Regions from separate parts of the Mus musculus genome. Here all the other regions are linked to region 5. Evidence: chromatin contacts called from public Hi-C and HiChIP or PLAC-seq data. All regions are on one chromosome and are shown on one strand. Each heading gives the region's core, a stretch centred on a gene start, on an enhancer-like site or on the middle of the called end of the contact. The rest is flanking DNA. Distances are from core to core; before and after follow the strand shown.

Evidence for each region. Hi-C and Micro-C count contacts between places; a contact is called where the count stands out from the background. HiChIP or PLAC-seq counts read pairs in DNA pulled down with a chosen protein or histone mark.
Region 1: a Hi-C map of uterus shows a contact between it and region 5, with 5 times the contacts expected there. The contact joins the enhancer-like site here to the promoter of Mex3b in region 5. A contact is called at or near these places in 14 of 39 promoter capture datasets (the 3T3-L1 cell line, 3T3-L1-derived adipocytes, the HPC-7 cell line and 10 more), 8 of 484 Hi-C or Micro-C datasets (CD4 T cells, large pre-B cells, olfactory sensory neurons and 1 more), 22 of 115 datasets of contacts at active chromatin or transcription factors (the 230-238 cell line, SST interneurons, VIP interneurons and 17 more) and 3 of 9 other capture datasets (adipose tissue, liver and pancreatic islet).
Region 2: a contact with region 5 is called in an H3K4me3 HiChIP or PLAC-seq map of embryonic stem cells, with 23 read pairs. The contact joins the promoter of Efl1 here to the promoter of Mex3b in region 5. A contact is called at or near these places in 7 of 39 promoter capture datasets (the 3T3-L1 cell line, the HPC-7 cell line, hematopoietic stem and progenitor cells and 3 more), 16 of 484 Hi-C or Micro-C datasets (CD4 T cells, CD8 T cells, the N1E-115 cell line and 9 more), 9 of 115 datasets of contacts at active chromatin or transcription factors (the SCID.adh cell line, astrocytes, bone marrow-derived macrophages and 5 more) and 2 of 9 other capture datasets (adipose tissue and liver).
Region 3: a contact with region 5 is called in an H3K27ac HiChIP or PLAC-seq map of acute myeloid leukemia, with 4 times the contacts expected there. The contact joins the enhancer-like site here to the promoter of Mex3b in region 5. A contact is called at or near these places in 9 of 39 promoter capture datasets (the 3T3-L1 cell line, the C10 cell line, the HPC-7 cell line and 6 more), 3 of 484 Hi-C or Micro-C datasets (the C10 cell line, embryonic stem cells and palatal mesenchyme), 18 of 115 datasets of contacts at active chromatin or transcription factors (the 230-238 cell line, the SCID.adh cell line, acute myeloid leukemia and 12 more) and 1 of 9 other capture datasets (embryonic stem cells).
Region 4: an HNF4G HiChIP or PLAC-seq map of pancreatic cancer cells shows a contact between it and region 5. The contact joins the enhancer-like site here to the promoter of Mex3b in region 5. A contact is called at or near these places in 7 of 39 promoter capture datasets (the HPC-7 cell line, embryonic stem cells, frontonasal cranial neural crest and 4 more), 5 of 484 Hi-C or Micro-C datasets (CD8 T cells, the N1E-115 cell line, embryonic stem cells and 2 more), 9 of 115 datasets of contacts at active chromatin or transcription factors (the SCID.adh cell line, astrocytes, bone marrow-derived macrophages and 5 more) and 2 of 9 other capture datasets (adipose tissue and liver).

Annotation. Positions count from the first base shown.
Region 1 is chr7:83,110,416-83,113,638 of GRCm38.p6, forward strand. No RefSeq gene overlaps it. Among named protein-coding and RNA genes, the nearest start is that of A530021J07Rik, 36 kb to the right of the region's middle. Within about 2 kb of position 1,691, at least 4 of the 459 cell types and tissues checked have an H3K27ac peak or open chromatin away from gene starts, as enhancers often do. A contact at or near this core is called in uterus, where this site is marked.
Region 2 is chr7:82,647,148-82,650,624 of GRCm38.p6, forward strand. It overlaps Efl1 (elongation factor like GTPase 1), which reads left to right and starts at 1,467. Exons shown (of 20, transcript NM_175317.3): 1 at 1,467-1,531; 2 at 2,379-2,484. The coding sequence starts at 2,394. It overlaps Saxo2 (stabilizer of axonemal microtubules 2), which reads right to left and starts at 1,381. Exons shown (of 3, transcript NM_177894.4): 1 at 1,245-1,381. The coding sequence starts at 1,282.
Region 3 is chr7:82,686,656-82,690,201 of GRCm38.p6, forward strand. Efl1 (elongation factor like GTPase 1) reads left to right here. Exons shown (of 20, transcript NM_175317.3): 12 at 10-109. Among named protein-coding and RNA genes, the nearest start is that of Efl1, 40 kb to the left of the region's middle. Within about 2 kb of position 2,011, at least 64 of the 459 cell types and tissues checked have an H3K27ac peak or open chromatin away from gene starts, as enhancers often do. A contact at or near this core is called in acute myeloid leukemia and hippocampal neurons, where this site is marked.
Region 4 is chr7:82,663,223-82,666,615 of GRCm38.p6, forward strand. All of the region lies in intron 4 of Efl1 (elongation factor like GTPase 1), which reads left to right. Among named protein-coding and RNA genes, the nearest start is that of Efl1, 16 kb to the left of the region's middle. Within about 2 kb of position 1,624, at least 71 of the 459 cell types and tissues checked have an H3K27ac peak or open chromatin away from gene starts, as enhancers often do. A contact at or near this core is called in pancreatic cancer cells, where this site is marked.
Region 5 is chr7:82,865,242-82,868,741 of GRCm38.p6, forward strand. Mex3b (mex3 RNA binding family member B) reads left to right here and starts at 2,092. Exons shown (of 2, transcript NM_175366.3): 1 at 2,092-2,686. The coding sequence starts at 2,410. Gm36584 (a long non-coding RNA gene) reads right to left here and starts at 2,055. Exons shown (of 5, transcript XR_003946820.1): 1 at 301-2,055.

The DNA.
Region 1 (3,223 bases), core at 441-2,940, 240 kb after region 5:
CAGCCCATTGTGGTGGTGGATCACCATCCCTGGGCTGGTGATCCTGAGTTCTATAGGAAGGCAGGGGTAAGCAAGCAAGTAAGCAGCATCCCTCCACAGCCTCTGTGTCAGCTCCTGTCTCCAGGTTCCAGCCTTGCTTTAGTTCCTGTCCTGACTTTCTCCAGTAATGGACTAGGCTCTGGAAGTATAAGCTGGATTAAACCCTTTCCTCCTCAATTTATGGTGTTTCGTGGCAACAATAGAAACTCTAAGACACCAGGCTTGATAGCAGGTACTGTCACCTACTAGTCCATCTCACAGCCAGATAGTAATGCTAATTGGCACACCCAAATGAAGGTGGGCTCTGCCAGGCATCCTTCTATGAAGTTATCATTGTGTTTCTATGATGAATAAGAACCATGTGGGGACATTCTTAGAAACTGTATAACTACCCCTTTATACGTCAAATCCTCACCTCCTTGTCTTGAGACTCCATTGGTAATTCTTGCCTGAATAAATTACTACCATGAAACATGACAAATAACGATTTTTTTCCTTCCTTAGAATAAATGTCTTAACCCTCTAGTCTTTTAGATGAATTTAAGAACAATTTTACCAAATACTTAACAAAGATCTTCAGGGCCATATGAGTGAGTTGGGGTTATCAGAATGAAACACCACAGGCAGAGTGACTTAAGCAGTTGAGAAATTGATTTTCTCAAAGCTCTGGACATGACAAGTCTTGGGTCAAGGAGCTAACACAGTCAGGGATGTTCATTCAGGGCCTCCTGCAGCCTCACTGTGGGAGAGGCAGAGGCAGGGCAGGGAATTGAGAGAAGGGAAGATTCACAGGAAAGCCTTTCTCTGTGTAAATAAGCCACTGTCCTGTTGGCTTAAAGTCCTGTCCCTATGAGGTCATGCACCTCAATTCCTTCCAGCCCCCCACCCCCACCCCCATCCCAAAGTTTGTCCCCTGGGAGGTGTGAGCTACAACTGGGTCTAGGAGGAGGCAGACACCAGGCAGTTCACTGTACTGGGGTTGTAATAGTAACATACCATTGTTACAAATTAATTCTGGGGAATCCAGATTGCTGTAACAGAAAGTTTGCCTCCAGGGACTTGCCGTATGATTTATTTTTCATAGTCTTATTTTTATTTTCGTGTACTCAAATGCGTGCTTCCCTTCGCTCAGACACAGTGTTGTACTGTTTACCTTCGTCCTTGTTCCTAGGCATTGCAGAGTCTTTCCCTGCTGTCCCTAAGGGAATCTATTTTTCATTATGCTCTCTAACTGAAAATCTCTGAAGCACAGGACAGCTTTCTTTTGTGTACTCGCTTTCCTACATTGGCTAATTCATTCCAATAATTTTCCAACTGATTATCTTGAATTTCTCAGAGGAAATAGTTTCAGTGTTCAGATAATGGGAAAACACACATTGTCTTTCTCAGTATATTCATTTTCTCTCTCTTGTGTGTGTGTTTCTCCTTCATTATGTTTCTTAATCACTGGAGCTTTCAGAATAACACCGAATAGCTGTGAAGTCACAGGGGTAGAGTGGGTGTGGTCCTGATGCTGGTGGTAGATTTTTGTGCATTTTCCCACAGGTAAAGCACAATGAGAGAGGTGCCAAGGCACAGAGGCCGAGAGATAGGCTTGGGATTAGAAGCATGTGGGTCTCCATCCCAGCCCTCTCCCGGATGAGCTATGCGAACTCTAGCTTAACCTCTCTGCTCTTGGATCCATCACACATAAAATGAGAATGGTAGTAATAATTTACTCCTTATGGGCTTGGCAGGAAAAACAAATGATGCTTACCCATACAAAAATATCCAAATGGAAAAACAATAACTAATAAATCCTATGTAAGTGTTTGCCTCAATTTATAAAAATCATGCTAGCTGCTAGATTGAAATATGTTTTATTATTTTAACAAAATACATCTTTTTTTTTCTGGGATGACTAGGACTTTTTTTCTTCAAAAGTGTATCTTTGAAGTTGTTTCTTTTCTAGTGATATAAGGAGATTTTGAAGTGGATTTCCTAATGTTGAACCAATTTTTGATGTGATTGAATGTATACTGCCCTGTCTTGATGGAAGGAAAGAGTAATTTAGAAGTGAATATAGCACAAAAACTTAAAGGAAGAATAAAGGTAGCAGGAGCTGCACAAGGTAGCCACTATGCCCAACTTTAACAAATAACTATCAGCTTGGAGCAAGCTTTGTTACTTTTGCTTGATCTGAATTACGTTATTAATGTATTTTTTCCAAATTATGTATTCCTACATAAGATATTCACATTTGTAAAGCAGACTAATTTTAATTGGTTGAGGACTTCATAGATGAGGACTATTTCTAAACACTTCTGCTCCTCCCTCTGCCCCTCCAACTCCTCCCCTCCCAAATTGACAATCTCTTCTTGAATAATTACTGTTATTTGTATATATATATATATATACATATATATATATATATATATATATATATATATATATGTATATGTATATGTGTGCACACACCTATATGTAACTTGTTGGAGTTGATCTAGTTTTCATATGTTTTGTGATCCACCAAACCCACTTGCTTTTCTTTTGAAACCAAGACTGTATTCACATTGAATAATACAAATTACATTTTTATATTACCATTTTAGGTAAATAGCATTGAACATTTATTTTTATTCTGTCCCCACTGGGTTCTGCCTGTCCACATCTTGGACTTTTAAAGCCTACAGCTTTAGGAAATGGAAGACAAAAAGGCAGGAAATAAAAAGATTACTGCAAAGTTCTGGCCCTGGCAGATTTTCGAAAGAATACATTTAAAAAGCCAAGCTTACCCGTGTGATCTGGCGGTGGTCCTGGTAAAGGAGAAGACGTTTAAGGTCAGCTTCCTCAGAGACTGAGGGGCCAGTGTGCTTGGCCTCCCACTCTGGGAGCCACACCCAGATGTGAGGGAGGCAACAGGAGGAGCATCAGATGGGGGTGGACGTGAGGGGGCATCCCTGTTCTCCCCAGCAGCCTCACCATGACCCACTCCAGTGACTGTGAGTGGATTCTGCAGAATTCATCTAATATGAAGGATCCTCATCGTCCACTCAATGTTAGACTCTAAAAGATGCTTTGGAATCCTTCAGTGCTTGGATTTCTGTGGCTAAGTTACAGTTTCCAGCTTCAGTGTAAAGAGATGTTTTTAAGATTATCAGAAAAGAATATAAGATGTACTGGCTCTATGCTTAGCATTTATTGA
Region 2 (3,477 bases), core at 217-2,716, 220 kb before region 5:
ATGTACCTAACAGATAGTCTTCAACAACAAATGAATATGGACAGATCTTCCATCTTTCCTTCCAACAGGAAAGGAGGCAAAAGATGAGAGGTGGTATGGGGAGGGATGATGGTGAAGAATCTTTGCCCCGTTTTGAGACAATGACTCATGAAGGTAGCCAAAGTTTAAAAACCATTGGCTGAGTGGAACTATGTATGTCATAGTAACTACCCATTTTGTCAAAGATTCTTGTACCTCAGTTATAAAACTGAAAGCAGCTAAGGCAGTGCTCTCGCTGCAACTAAGTGTTTGCAAGGGACATTTCGGCAGAAGTTATTAGCCATGCTTCAAAGCCTAAAGGGGATTCCTCTTACATTGGCAGTCCCCCCAGCTCTGTGGATGGTGATATTATTCTTGAAGAATGTAAAGTCCCTAATATAATGAATTTCCTGATGGGTGGATGGGAAAATAACTTAGTTTGTAGATAAATTCAGATTCAAATACATTTTTTTTCTTACATACAAGATTTTGCAGATTCAAGCCTTAAAAGTTATGTTTGCATCTGTTCAAACATACAAACAATGTTTATTACAAAAGGGGCTGAGAAACTGCTCTCAATCAATATGTGTTGTAGCTGGTTGCCCTTAGAAGGGGATTACAAGTACAAAGGGCTTGGCGTTACTCAGTTACTCTTATTCACTTATCAAAGGTGATCTAACCCCTGGGTAAACAGTAAGCTTGAGGATAGAGAAGAATGTGTTTACTGGTGATGTAAAGTTGTTAGGCAGGACTTACAAACCAAACCTGAGGTTTACGGTGAGGACTATTGCCATTTTTGTCTGTCAGAAAGGCCTCAGGAAAATGTTGCCTTGGCAGGAATAAAAATAGAGTTTAGAGGATGGAAGGTTCTGGGTGGCAAACGAAATACCATGGATACTGTTCTTTTAAGTTAACCAATAGAATCGGTGGGTGACTCCATCACTTACCAGCCATATTTGCTCATACTACTTAGCTGATCTGAACTGTATTTTAGCTTAAATCTCTGGATGGGAAGCCTCAGGGAATGCAAAGAAAATAAGTTTTGCCCAGGAGCTAGCCAAGCAGAGGAAATGGGCAGCATTTAGCAGAGCATAAGGTCGGGGGTGGGGGGTGGGGGGTGGGGGTGGAGTAGGGGTCTCCTCCGGTTCAGGCAAGGGAGTCCTTAGGGGGTGTGCGCGGCGGGGCTCGCGGCTCTGCGGACGCCACACCGGGCGGACGTTTCTTACCCGCAGGTGCAAATCTGGCACAGACACCAGTTCCTCATGCTCTGCGCTCCAGCGTCCCCCTCCGCAGGCTTAGGCTGGCACACTTCAGAGCAGCTACAGCGTCCGCCGTCGTCAAGGCGACCGCGGAACTCCAAGTTGAAGGGAAACGACGTGGCTTCCGGTGATGTTCTAGATGCGCGCGGGTCAGAGGTCACAGGCCCACAGGCCCCGCCCCCAGGCTCCTGCGACTTCCGGTCTGAGCTACCCCTGGAGTCTTAGGTGCGTGGGTGAGGTGCGGCGTGGAGCTGGTGAGTGGGGGGACTTGCTAGGGACGCCGGCGACCAGACGGTGACGGAGACCCGGGGGGGTCATGTCGATTGGGCTGGGCGAGGAGTGTCCCGAGCGGCTGCACTTTATAGGGACCCGGTACTCTCAGCGGCAGCGACTCCAGGAACCCAAGAGGAGGAAGGGCATGCAGACCTCGATTTGCTTCTTTTAATTGGAGAGAGGGGTAGAAGGTGTGTCGTGCACCTGGTGTGTTCCTAGGCACGTGATCCAAAAACTTTTAAGGACACTCAGTGCAGTCACAGGGCCGAAGTTCTCATGTCTGATAAAAGCCAGCAAGCTTGACAGAAAGGCAGACTTTTGGAGGGACTGAAGTAGGGAAGGGTGTGTGTGTGTGTGTGTGTGTGTGTGTGTGTGTGAGAGAGAGAGAGAGAGAGAGAGAGAGACTGACTGTCTGTCTCTGGTGTGTGTGTGTGTGTGTGTGTGTGTGTGTGTGTGTGTATGTATGTATGTATGTATGTATGTGAGTGTGAGTGTGACTTAGCCGGGCGCCTCTGCACCTGGCTCCCAACTGCGTGATTCATCGCATGGCAGATCCGGAAACTCCCAGCTCACCCCACAAGTACTGTCAGCAGGATGTGTGGACTTTACCATGGAACATGGGCCTAAAGGACTATATCCCCTCAGGGCCAGAAGGAAATAGATGTGGCTAAACATTCATTGGGTTCTCAGTTAAGGAATCTGAGGCGACTTGTCAGCATCAGCATCTCCCTCTCAGTTTGTCCATTTGGTTTTCGCTGTTGTGCACACCACCCCCACCCCCACCCCCACTAGATTTTGTACCATTTTTAATTTGCATTTAATGTTTAGTCCCAGGAAATAACCATGGTGCTCAGTGGTGTTGATAAGATGATTCGACTTCAGAAGAACACTGCCAACATTAGGAATATCTGTGTTCTGGCTCATGTTGACCACGGTAAGGCTTTTAGAATTGGGTTTTATTAACAAAGAGGAAATGTCTCTGTTTCATTGGAGCGGTGAGAGTGATGCTTGCTAAGGAGTTGTGTGTTGTGCCATGTCAGAGAAGCATGCTGTAGAACGTTTGAAATAAATGGATTAACGGGTGATTGGTGGTCTGCCCAGTATGTCATACAATGCTTTTGAATTTGGATTTTTGTTAAAATATGGAAAAGTTTCTTGAGATGGTAAAATGTCTGTGGTCTTGGTAGAATATATCTTCTATAAATTCTATTTAATTCATCCTATACTGAGCATTTGCTAAGTTGGCAGTGCTTTTTTAGATTTGTCAGGCCCTAGACATTTATGAGGCCAACCTGTCCAGCCAGAGAAGCTTTAGGGAGGAATCGGGGCTTCGTGGTGAGATGGGCTGGGGGTGGGGTGGGTGAGAGTTTTGAGACCTGGAGGATTGGGTAGCAAAGTGGTTAAAAAGAATTGTTAGACGTGCCCCTTGAGGGGCTGTGGGTGATAGGGGGGGGCAAGCAGTACAAATGGAGGTGTGGAGACAGGCAGAAGGAAGCGCGTGTGTCTAAGGTGGGGTTCAGCTGTCTGCTTTATCCTGAGACTACTCTTCATTTGAAACTCTTTCTTCTCATAGCAGCAGCTCAGCATTTAGAGTCCTGTTGAAGCCAAAGCTCCGTATCATTTTAAAGGCGAGGGAGACACAGGCAGGGTCCTGTCACAGACCTCACCATTCCTGTGTGACTCTAAGACAGGATCAAGCTCTCTAGCTCTGGTTAGACATCCGGAGCTCTGAGGTCTTTTCAAATTACTTTCCGTTTGAGTGTCAGTGTGTAGCCCATGTAAAAGGAGGATAAGGAGAATCTCTGCCAGTGGTGAAATAATAGTGAAATGGTCATTAACAGTTTTATTAGCGTGTTGGGAGTCATTAGGAAAAATATAGCAAGGGCAAAGTCCTCCAATTGTAGATGAGATTAGACTGGGAAAGGTG
Region 3 (3,546 bases), core at 761-3,260, 180 kb before region 5:
TTTATTTAGCTTTTATGAAATGTGGAAGTGAGGATACTGCTCCAGTTATTATCTTTGTTTCCAAAATGTTTGCAGTTGATGTGAAAGCCTTGCCTCAGAATAAGCCAAGGTAAGAAGAAGGGGGAGGCTGGGCTGGGCTGGGGGAAAGGCTTACCCTTGCCTGGCTGGTGGGCCTACAGCTGGGGTTTGGGTAGGAGGGCACGTATATTGCCAATCTTCCTCATGCCTGCCTTGGAATTGAGGACTTCCCTGGGCTTACGTAGAATCTGTTTATCACCTGCCTTTTATATCTATCGAAAGCTATTGAAACTAACTCTTGACTATTGAACTGATATCAGTGTAGCTGTAGTAATGACAGTAATGACAGTTGCCTTGCACTGAATATGGCAGGTATGGTGTGGTCTAAGCCAACCCTGTCTCTAGGTATGTCTGCCTCAGTGCAGACGGCATGTCTGGTCATCAGTTCTCTGTACAGCGTGTGTCTGCAGAGGTTGTGGAGAGGATTTCAGAAAGTTCAGAGAACCTATGTACTCTCCATGTGTTCTTCTCCTTCCCAGGGTGCCTGCCTCCCCTTCTATTTAGACTTTGGGGTTCAGATGGGGCAGATGGTTCAAGAGGACAGACACTAAGACACATTATGTCCTTCATGCTGTGCCTCATCTTACAGTCTTCTTTTTCCTTTTCTGTAAGACTCTGCTCATTCTTTAAGAGAGAGATTGTGTACGTGGTTTGGGGTTTTTTGTTTTAGCTTTCTCATAGTGATTTGATCGTAAGAATTGTTGTTCTGAAGAGAAATGAAGGAGTGAATGAGTGTGGATGAGGAATGAATGTCCCCTGAGGAGGGAAAGTGTGGACAGTGAGTGGGCAGAGGAGGAAGATAGGAACCTGGAGGCAGGTGAGCGAGTAGCTGAAGTTGGTGTGTGGCTGTGTGTTCTGACCCTTGCCAGGTGAGACTTCAGTGCTCTGTACAGTGGCAGATGTGATGTGTGGCCACTGAAGGTATTTCAGACTCTAGAGCATGCTGAAGAGTTGAAGGGCACTCCCCAGGCCTCAAGTACATTTATGTACCACTTAAAATTCCTCTGTGACTCATCCTTCATCTTTTTATAGATAATAATGGTAACTTTTCCTATACTACTTTGTTTTGTCTTCTGAGTATTTTTTTTAATAGTCTTCATATATTCATATGTTTTGGTGGAGCAATCAATTCTCTGTAAAATTGTTTTACTGATTTACTTTGTCTTCTCACTCCATTTTAATACTCATTATGAAATTACTATACTTCATAATTACCATTACATTTAATACTTCATGTGTGAAAACACCATACAGTGTTTTCAGATATTCCCGAGTTAAGTCGCCATCCCTACCTCATTCTTTTCTATCTTGTGGGTGCGGTTTTTCATATATGTTGTACTGCCTTTGAGTGAAGACATCTACCATTGGGGGGTGATATGATCTCATTCCCATCTCTGCTATAGTAGATATACTAAGCCAGGGCCAGCAGAATATTCTTGTCCTTTGGTGTAGATTAGCAACCACTACATAATGACAGATGGTGAGGAGAAAATGGAGAAAGACATGCCCGGCACCTGCTGGATGCTGGATCTTTGCTCTCATTTCCCAGCTCCCTCCTTGGTTGGAGATGATGTCTCTGTATTCTCTATGGGATTGTGTCAGGGATTTCTCTTCTCTTCTGCTGGTCTCTTCATCTCTGAGGCACAGACCTGGTAAACCACTTCAGAGGTCAAGCTTTAACTCCACCACCATGAATAAGCAATTGGTTTCAGTTCATTAAGCTCTTAGGATATTCCTGCAACACCACTTAGATCCAACAGCAGCTCTTCTTTCAGTTTGACTTCTGAGGAAGTTATAGCCTTAAGGAAAACAAACAAACAAACAAACAAAACAGTCACATAGCCTGTTGTGTTTTATAAAAATAAAGAGAAGAGGAATATGTTTGGTGGAGCTGCAATAAGGTGTGAGGGAAGGGGTTGCCTCTGGGCAGCCCATGCTGAGGCATCCCTTCCTCCTGAGGGTCCAGCCACACACTGGTGTAGTATAGACTAGAGTTTATTCGGGGCATGGGGAGGGGAGTTGAGAGGGTGGTAGAGACAGAGAAAGGCAGAGAGGGAGAGAGGAGTTGAGGCCAGCCATGAGCACGTGGAGAGAGAAGGAGGAAGGGAATGCAGAGAGAGGAGGAGCAGGAGGGAGAAGACAGAGCAGAGCTAGAGCCAGAAGGCTAGAGAGAGGAGGAGGCAAGTGGGCGGGGCCTAGACAGAATGCTAACATAGCCAGAGGAATTGCACAAGAGTTTGAATGCAGCTGCCTGGCTTAAAAGCTTATGTCTTCCACGGCACTCTGTAGAGCCTGCCTTCCAGGATCCTAGGACACATCAGCACCCCACTAACTCTGAGTAGGCAGCTCTAGCCTTTGTCCCTTTGTATGTTCTGTGCCTTTGCTTTTGCTGTTCTGAATGGTAGTTCATTAGAAATTGGGGTTTTCCAGGAAGACTTGCCCTGCTGTCCCTGGTCTTTTTGTGGCTCTGTGTCCTTGAGAACCAGCTTTTAGTAGACAGACAGGTAGATACCCCTTTTCTTTTGCGTCACCTGCTCTCTGTGACCTGTGTTAGCCTATAGCATGGTTGTCATGGCACTGACTGCAGCAAGCTTCTGTTACCTGTGCTAGCCTATAGATGGTTGTCATGGCACTGACTGCAGCAAGCTTCCCTGCCACCTTACTCTCCCACCAGCATCAGAGCATGCCAGAGCATGGCAGCTGTGCATGGCAGCCTGAAGCCAGCTGAACTTCCTTTGCTGTCTCTTCCTTTCTCATCTATGTGCCAACATGACCTTCATCTCTAGTCAACATTCTCACCTCTGGTCCCTAGTGTTGGTGGCTACCCTCTGTTTAGGAGGTGGTTGGTTATCTGTAACCTAGCTAACTCACCACCCACAGAGCCCTACTTCCATGCAAACAATTCCTCTTTGTTCTGTATAAATACTGGATGTCTAACAGACACTTAAGTGACGGCTATGGATTTCTCTTTGCCTGCTTTGTTCCCTCTTCTAGCATCCCAATGCCTGTACCAGGGCAGGACACAGTAGGTATTAATCAGTGGGCACCTAAATAGCAGGCTTTGATTCATTTTATACTAATTGATCACTATAAATGCCTATTATTTTTGTCTGGTTTACATTTACTTATTTACTTATTCTAGGAAAAAAAATCTTACAGCTCAAGTGTCTTAGTTTCCTCTCTATTGCTATGATAAACACTGTGACCAAGCCCCTGCAGGATGAAAGAATTCCGTGGCTTATAAGAGTGTGCCACAGTTCATTATCGAAGGACTCAGAGCATGGGCTCATGGCAGGAACCTAGAGGCAGAAATTAAAGTGGAAGCCAGGTGGAACTCTGCTTAGTGGCTTGCTTCTCCTGGCTTGCTTTAGCCTTTCTTATACAACCCAAGACCACCATCCCAGAGGTAGCACTATCAGTTACAATCAAGAAGGTGTTCAGAGACTCACCTACAGGCATTTTCTTAAT
Region 4 (3,393 bases), core at 374-2,873, 200 kb before region 5:
GGGCCACCTGGCTTAAATCATTCTCCTAGACATTAGGAGTTCAGAGTCATACGGGGACAAAGGAATGAATGAGTCAGCTGCTTGTAGTGGGCATAACAGGCAATTAGTTATATATTTTTATAACTTATGCACCTTGGTTTAGATAACAGCACTTTCTATATTCTTTACCAATTAACGGACAGTTAAAACATTTGGAGAAGTGGGATAGTTGTTCATTCGTAGGCTTGGGAACATGACCAACTTCTTTGGCTCTGCCATCAAGATGAGGAAGTTGTCCCTGAGATGTTTGGACTCACAACTGTCTCCTCATAAGTTGTCCCTGAGATGTTTGGACTCAGACAACTGTTTACAACAGAAGCTGTTCTGCTGTAGGGAAGTCCTCAGCCGACTTAGTGCCTGGGACCTTGGATTTAGTTTCTGAAAACAAAATGGTATACTTAGAATAAGGTTTTGTTTTGTTTTTGTTTGTTTGTTTGTTTGTTTTGCTTGTTCCCAACTCTCCAACATAGCTTTTACCATCCCTAAAATGACTTCTCTTATGGGTTGACCTTTCAGTAACTATGCTATTTAGCATTTCAAATTTAAATACTTGCTGTTGAGCCTGGTAGGATCATGCACTTCTCCCACCTACTCAGGCATCTATAAGGAGGATTGTTTCGGCCTCTGATTCTGAGAGTAGCCTGGATTACATAGATCTCATCTTGGGAACAACAGAAAGTTCCACACGTGACCAGCTGAGGAGTAAAAACGGTAGTAAGAACTCAGTCAGTAGTAAGAACAGTCAGATTTCACTGCGCCCTTCTTTACTGGCTTTGCTTTCCCCTGCTCTTCTGCCCACATGCTGAAATACCACCTCTTTATTTCATAAGAGTCTGAGCTTTCTGGGCCCCATTAGCCTCCTTTACTTGATCTGTGCCTTCTACAGCACAGGGATGTCCCTTGACCATCTGTTTTCCCAACATCTTCGTCCAACATTGTTTATGCTTCCTTGACCCTCTAGCACTTCCTCCAGCAAAACTCCATCCTGATGAAGTTCGTTCCCTACACTTCTCCCTCTTCAGCCTTATATAGGCCAGCTTTCCACTGCTTTCCTATGGACGAGGTTTTGCTCATTCTCCCCAACAGCTATTTGAAACCTCTTGGCAGTCTTTGACATACCCCTCAAACCCCTTTCCAGACTCAGCAGACATTGCTGTTTTCTTTCTTGCAGAAAAGAAGTCTTAGCTGTCTGCCACCGTCCCTTAAACTGTAACTATGACATCTTTGCCTGTCTTCTGTCTTTAGAAAAGACATGTGTTCTGGATTCAGGCCCCACTTAGCATCTTTCCATCTGTGTCTATCTTCCTCCAGCTTTGGCCTCTAAACACAATTATGTATGTACACAGTTCTTTTCAACTTGAGTTCTTGCTGCATTCTTCTCTCTGGCCCAGGTTTCCTACTACGATTATTCTCTCAACTACTCTGATAGGCCCAGCATGTTACAATAATGGCACACACTGGCAAGGTGACGTTTGCAAGAGGATTGGACATTAATGTCCGACTCCCCTTCCAGGGTGGTGTAGCAGAGTTGAGTCATCAGCAAGTAATGACTCATGGTAGTGTGGAAGTACAGCTGCTCTGTTTACTACAGCCACAACAGACCAACAAAGGGAGGGCTGTTCTCTATGATGTGAAAGTCCAGGATGTGGCCACAGTCCTGATAGCTGGTGTGGACTGAAATTATACTGAAAAAAAAAACCAAAAAACAAAACAAAAAGAAAGAAAGTGAATGAAGTAAACCATGGGCAGCATTGCATGGTCCAGTTTGTTTCAGGTTGGAGGCAGATCCAGAGAAAGCTTTTGGATGGGTTGCAGCCAGAGGAAAGCCTACTTTGTTCATTACTCCTAAGTCATTAATCTCTTCCTACCAAACCCTCATTTGAGACTCTGAGTCTACACCATTCCTCTTATGGTGAGCTGCTCATGAGGATGACCCCCATTGTCTTGCTCCATCTTCCCACTCCAGAATGCCTGAGAAAAAAGGGCATAGAACTTACTGACCCTGAGTGCAGCAGCAGGGATGTGTTTCAAACACTACTTGAAGATTTCTGTTACAAATTGGGAAAACCATTCCTATATTTAAGACATTTATACTATATATAAACATATTTAATACAGTATTCCACAGATAGAAGATAGTGTGTCTTATGCCTTATAATCTACCAAATAAGCTGTATTTGCATTCTGTTGTAGTTACCAAATACCTGAAATAATTCACATAAAGAAGAAAGGTTTATTTTGGCTCAGGAATGTGGAGGTTTTGGCCCAGGCTTGTTTGCCTGTGGTTGAGATAGCATACTGTAGATGGACCGTGTAGCAGAGGAAATATCTCACTAGGAAGTGAGAGAGAAAGGAAGAGACTAGAGTCCTGCTCGCCCCTTGGAGGGCACTGGGTGACCTAAGACTTACCACTGGGCCCCACCTCGGAAGGCTTCTGCTATCTCCTATCCAAGCTAAGGATGCGCCCTTAAGAGATCCGCCAGACTCAGACTACAGAGGGCACTCTATTACTTGTATAACCTAGCCTTTCACATTGATTTAAAACACAGACAGGGGTAATATGGAGGAAGACCTGTAGTCAGGCACTCTGCAGGGGCTGCGTAATTTATGTATATAGTTGTGACTCTTCTGTCTTCAGAAGTGTGCGTCAGATAACTCAGTTTCTGCTTGTGTTGCTGCTACTTTTGGTCAGTTAGATTCAGTCTTCCTTTTCTAATACACTGAAATATAAACAAGGTGCTTCCATGAAGTTCAGATCTCTACCTGAAAGGTGAATTTTTCTCTTGCTGAGGGACGTTTTCTCCTGAGCTTTCATGAGCATCTATGGTCACCTGCCATGTTTTGGAAGAGGACTACTTAGTCCACAGAGCAGCCTTTAGCCAGGTACTGGAGACAACTTGGTTCAGACAGTTTCCTCAAACCACCCTAAAGTGAAGGGTATGGCAGAGTGTTTCCCATAACCCCATTAGCAGGAATCGAGAGATTTCTACCATAAAGAATTTCAGATGGACTTTTTTCTCAGTGGCCAGGCACATAAGAAAAAAGATTTTGTTATTTTAATTTGTTGCTTGGCCTACAACGAGAATGCCTAGGAAAGAAGGCAGAGAAATTTCTGTCCCCAAGTGCTACATCAGGGATCCCTGTTACAAACTGGAAAGTTGCTATCACCCTCCCCCATCAGCATCAGAGAGCTGAGGTAGAAGGTTCTGTTACAGATTGGAAAGATCATTTGGCACACTGACAAAACTTTTCACTTATAATTCCCCTACAAATAAGTCATCAGGAGGGGTTGGAAATGTAGCTTTGCCGGCAGAGTGCTTTCAGCCTCACAGAAAGCCTTGGGTCCAATCTACA
Region 5 (3,500 bases), core at 842-3,341:
GCTTCTTGCCGTCATGAATGCTCTTTCATTACTCTTTCTAGGCAGGGCGCTTTTGCTCCAGTACCTAGTTTAGGGTCCTCAAGTGCACTCCTTCCTCATTCACAAACCAATTTGACTCCGAGTTCATAAGCAGGAATTCTCTACTGGTCAGCGAACTCTCTCTGCACCACCATTTTCTTACCCCCACCCCCACCCCGTCCACTCCCGCCCCTTATAGAACTGATTCTTTGAAGAAAAACACAGCCAGCTTGGGGAAGCTGACGTAAACATCCTGAGGAAATAGCCACAGTAAAGCCGCACCTCAGCCTCATTTCCCTAGGGAAATAATCAGCACCTCTGCCCCGAGACAGCTCCAGGTGAGTTTGGAGCTTGGGATCACCTTCGCACGCTTGGAAGTGCAGGCGCTGGCAGAACAGTCCGCTCCCAAGTGCACTGCCAACCATTGTCACTTTTAACCACCCAGGCATTGGGCAGGGGAGGTATTGTGGATAAAAGCCGAGGTGCGGGGTGATCCCTTTTTTCTGGGTCCCTCAGATCTGCCCCAGGTCCCCAGGGTCGCCCCCAGCGGGGAAGGGGTTCTCCAGTAAACCAGTCTGCGGTGTACACAAGTCGCCTCGGAATCACCAGGAGGCGTCTCTCCCGGCAGACCTTAACAGGATTAGGGAAAGCCTGGACTACTAGCCTGCAGGGCGCAGGGGCGCGGATAAACAGGCGGGCTCCGGGAACAAAGGACGGAGAAGCGGATGCGCTTTGAGCAGGGAAGGGGCGTCCTCCTCTCGCAGGAGGGAGATGCGCCGAGGCCCGAACCCCGCCCCGGCCCGCCCCTCAAAACCTCCTTTCTTTTCGCTTGCGCTCGGAGGCTATCGGTGGAGAAGCCAGGAGGGGGCGCAGTTCGCCTTGGCCGCCCGCTAGTCCTGTCGCACCCTTCCTCCGCCGCCTCCCCCAACCCGAGAAGCGCACAAAGAGCGCCAGGCCCGACCACACACCTCCCGGCGGGGCCGGGCTGGGCGGAGGGCGGGGCCGGCGCGCTCTGGGCTCCTCTCAGGCACTGCGCATGCCTGACCGCAGGGAGGGGCGGGCCTGGGAGCGGCGGGCGCGCACGCCCTCACTGTTCCCGGGCAGTGTAGGGCTGGCGTCCCGGCAGTGGGCGCGCGGCGCTCGTGCGCGTGTGGGAGCCCGCGGGGTCTCAGTCCGCGCGCCAGGCATGTGCGGGACCCTAGAGGTCACCTGCAGCGGTGCGGGTCGGGCCCTTTCTGCAACCGGTTTCTGGTTTTGGCATTCGTTCTTTCAGGGCCACTTGGGCAAAGTGCTACCCAAGGGGACGGAAATGTGAGCGCGCGCGCGAGTGGCAGTGTGGGCGGGCGTGTCTTTTGTGTGGCGTGCGCTCCCGCGCAGGTGGGCAGCTCGCGCCCAGCAGTCACAATACCAATGGGGCCCAGGATCTCGAGCCTTTGGTTCCGCGTCCCAGGGTTGGGCCGCCCTGTGGTACAGATACCTTGTACAGTATACCGTCCACCTAGTGGTCGCGTCGGCTCCAGGGATGCTTTATTTGGGGGCAGTAACGGGACTTTAGAAGGACCGCTCTTTGGAGCTTGGCGGCTGGCATCACAGTTGGGCGCCTTTTCTTCTCAACCTGGAGAGGAAAGAGACTTGAGGACAGTGGTTGTCCTCGGCTGATAGGTACATATAAATGTCCCGAGCCAGCCGGTCCCGCATTAGACAACAAAGAGAGGCGTTCGCGGCGGCGGCGGGGGAGGGGCGCGGCCGGGAGGAGGCCGGGGCGGGCTGCGGCGAGCTCGATGGGGGTGGCGCTGGCTCCGCTCTCTCAGCCCCGGCCTCCGCCCGCCCCCGGCCTGGCGCGCGCCAATCGCCTCCCCCAGCGATAGTGTCAGTAGCATTGTAGTGTCAGCTCCCGCCGGTGACGTTGCGCCTCCCTCGTCCCCCTCCGGAGCCGTCTGGCTGCAGAGGCTCAGTCAAGAGGCGGGTAGGAGAGGAGGAAAAAGCGCTGAGTGAGGGCGGGCGGGAGGGAGGGAGGGAGGGAGTGGAGGAGCCGGGGAGGGGCTCCTTAAAGAAACGCTGCTGTCGCTCGCCTGTTCGCTTTGCGCTCGGCATTGTGGCCAGCCAGCCGGGCACTCGGGGGGCACGCGCGGCCGCCGCTCGAGCTCTGCCCCCACCCCAACCGCCAGCAGATCTGGGGTGGGGACCCAGGCGGGGGCTCTTGCAGCCACTGCCCGGTGCGGATTGCACGCAGAGACCCACTCCTCCGAGCGCCGAAAAACGAGCCACGGAGCCCTCCGCAGCCGACCGGCCTCCCCGCCCCTGACTGCCGGCTTCCCGGCTGCCTTTGTGGCTGCACCTTCTAGCTGCCGAGCAGAGAGCCGGCTGGGGCGCGGCGCGCACGGCGGAGCGATGCCCAGCTCGCTGTTTGCAGACCTGGAGCGCAACGGCAGCGGCGGCGGCGGGGGAGGCGGCGGCGGGGGAGGCGGCGGTGGCAGCGGCGGGGGAGAGACTCTGGATGACCAAAGAGCCCTGCAGCTTGCGCTCGATCAGCTCTCCCTGTTGGGACTGGACAGTGATGAGGGCGCCTCTTTGTACGACAGCGAACCGCGCAAGAAGAGCGTGAACATGACCGAGTGCGTGCCGGTACCCAGTTCCGAACACGTCGCGGAGATCGTAGGGAGGCAAGGTGGGTCCGGCAGGGATGGGGACCGGAGGGGTGTGTAGGATCTCCGCCACCGCCTCACTGTGAGGGCGGGTGCAGGAACGGGAGCTGTGGCGCGGGGGAGCCTTGGGGAGGGAGGAAGAGCCGCGCGATGGGCCGGCGCACTAGACAAAGAAAGTGCAGGCAGGCTGTCTTCCACAGCGGCGCCAGTGCCGCGGCGGGATGCACTTTCTCCTGCTAAAATCACTGCCTTTTCCTCTAGTGCTCCAGACTTAGTCCACTCTAGGAAAGATGTTTAAAATATAATATACTGGGGGAGGGGACCTCTGGTGGTCCTTTGGGAGGGGGCAGTATGGGGGGGGGTCGTCCGAAGGGATGAGGATTCGGGATTTCTGCAAAGCGGAATGGAATAGAGTCCAGGGAAGGAACAATGGGTCCCAGGACTGCCATTCTCTTAACCCCACCCCTAGTCCTCCAGAGTCTAGGGATCGCGGCTTCCCGGGAGCCCCTGGTCTTCAAGGCAATCAGTGTGCTCAGTTGGATACCAGCAGCATCCCCCTAGATGACTTTTCTGGGGTTCTGCGCTTTGCTTGGGACGACTGCAGTTACCGGGGGAGGGCCAGGCAGCCAATGGGCTATTTATTCCTCGAGCGTTTCGAGGACAGAACCGGCGGTCCAGCTCCTAGCGCGGTTCGGGGTCAGCGAGGGAGACGCCCCCTTTCTCTGGTCGCGTGTTCTGCTGCCCAGCTGCCTTGGGCGCGGGCTGTCCCGGGTCTCCGCGGTTATCCTGGGATAATGGGCGTGTCTCTTTCTCTATTTCTCCTACTCCCTCCCTTGA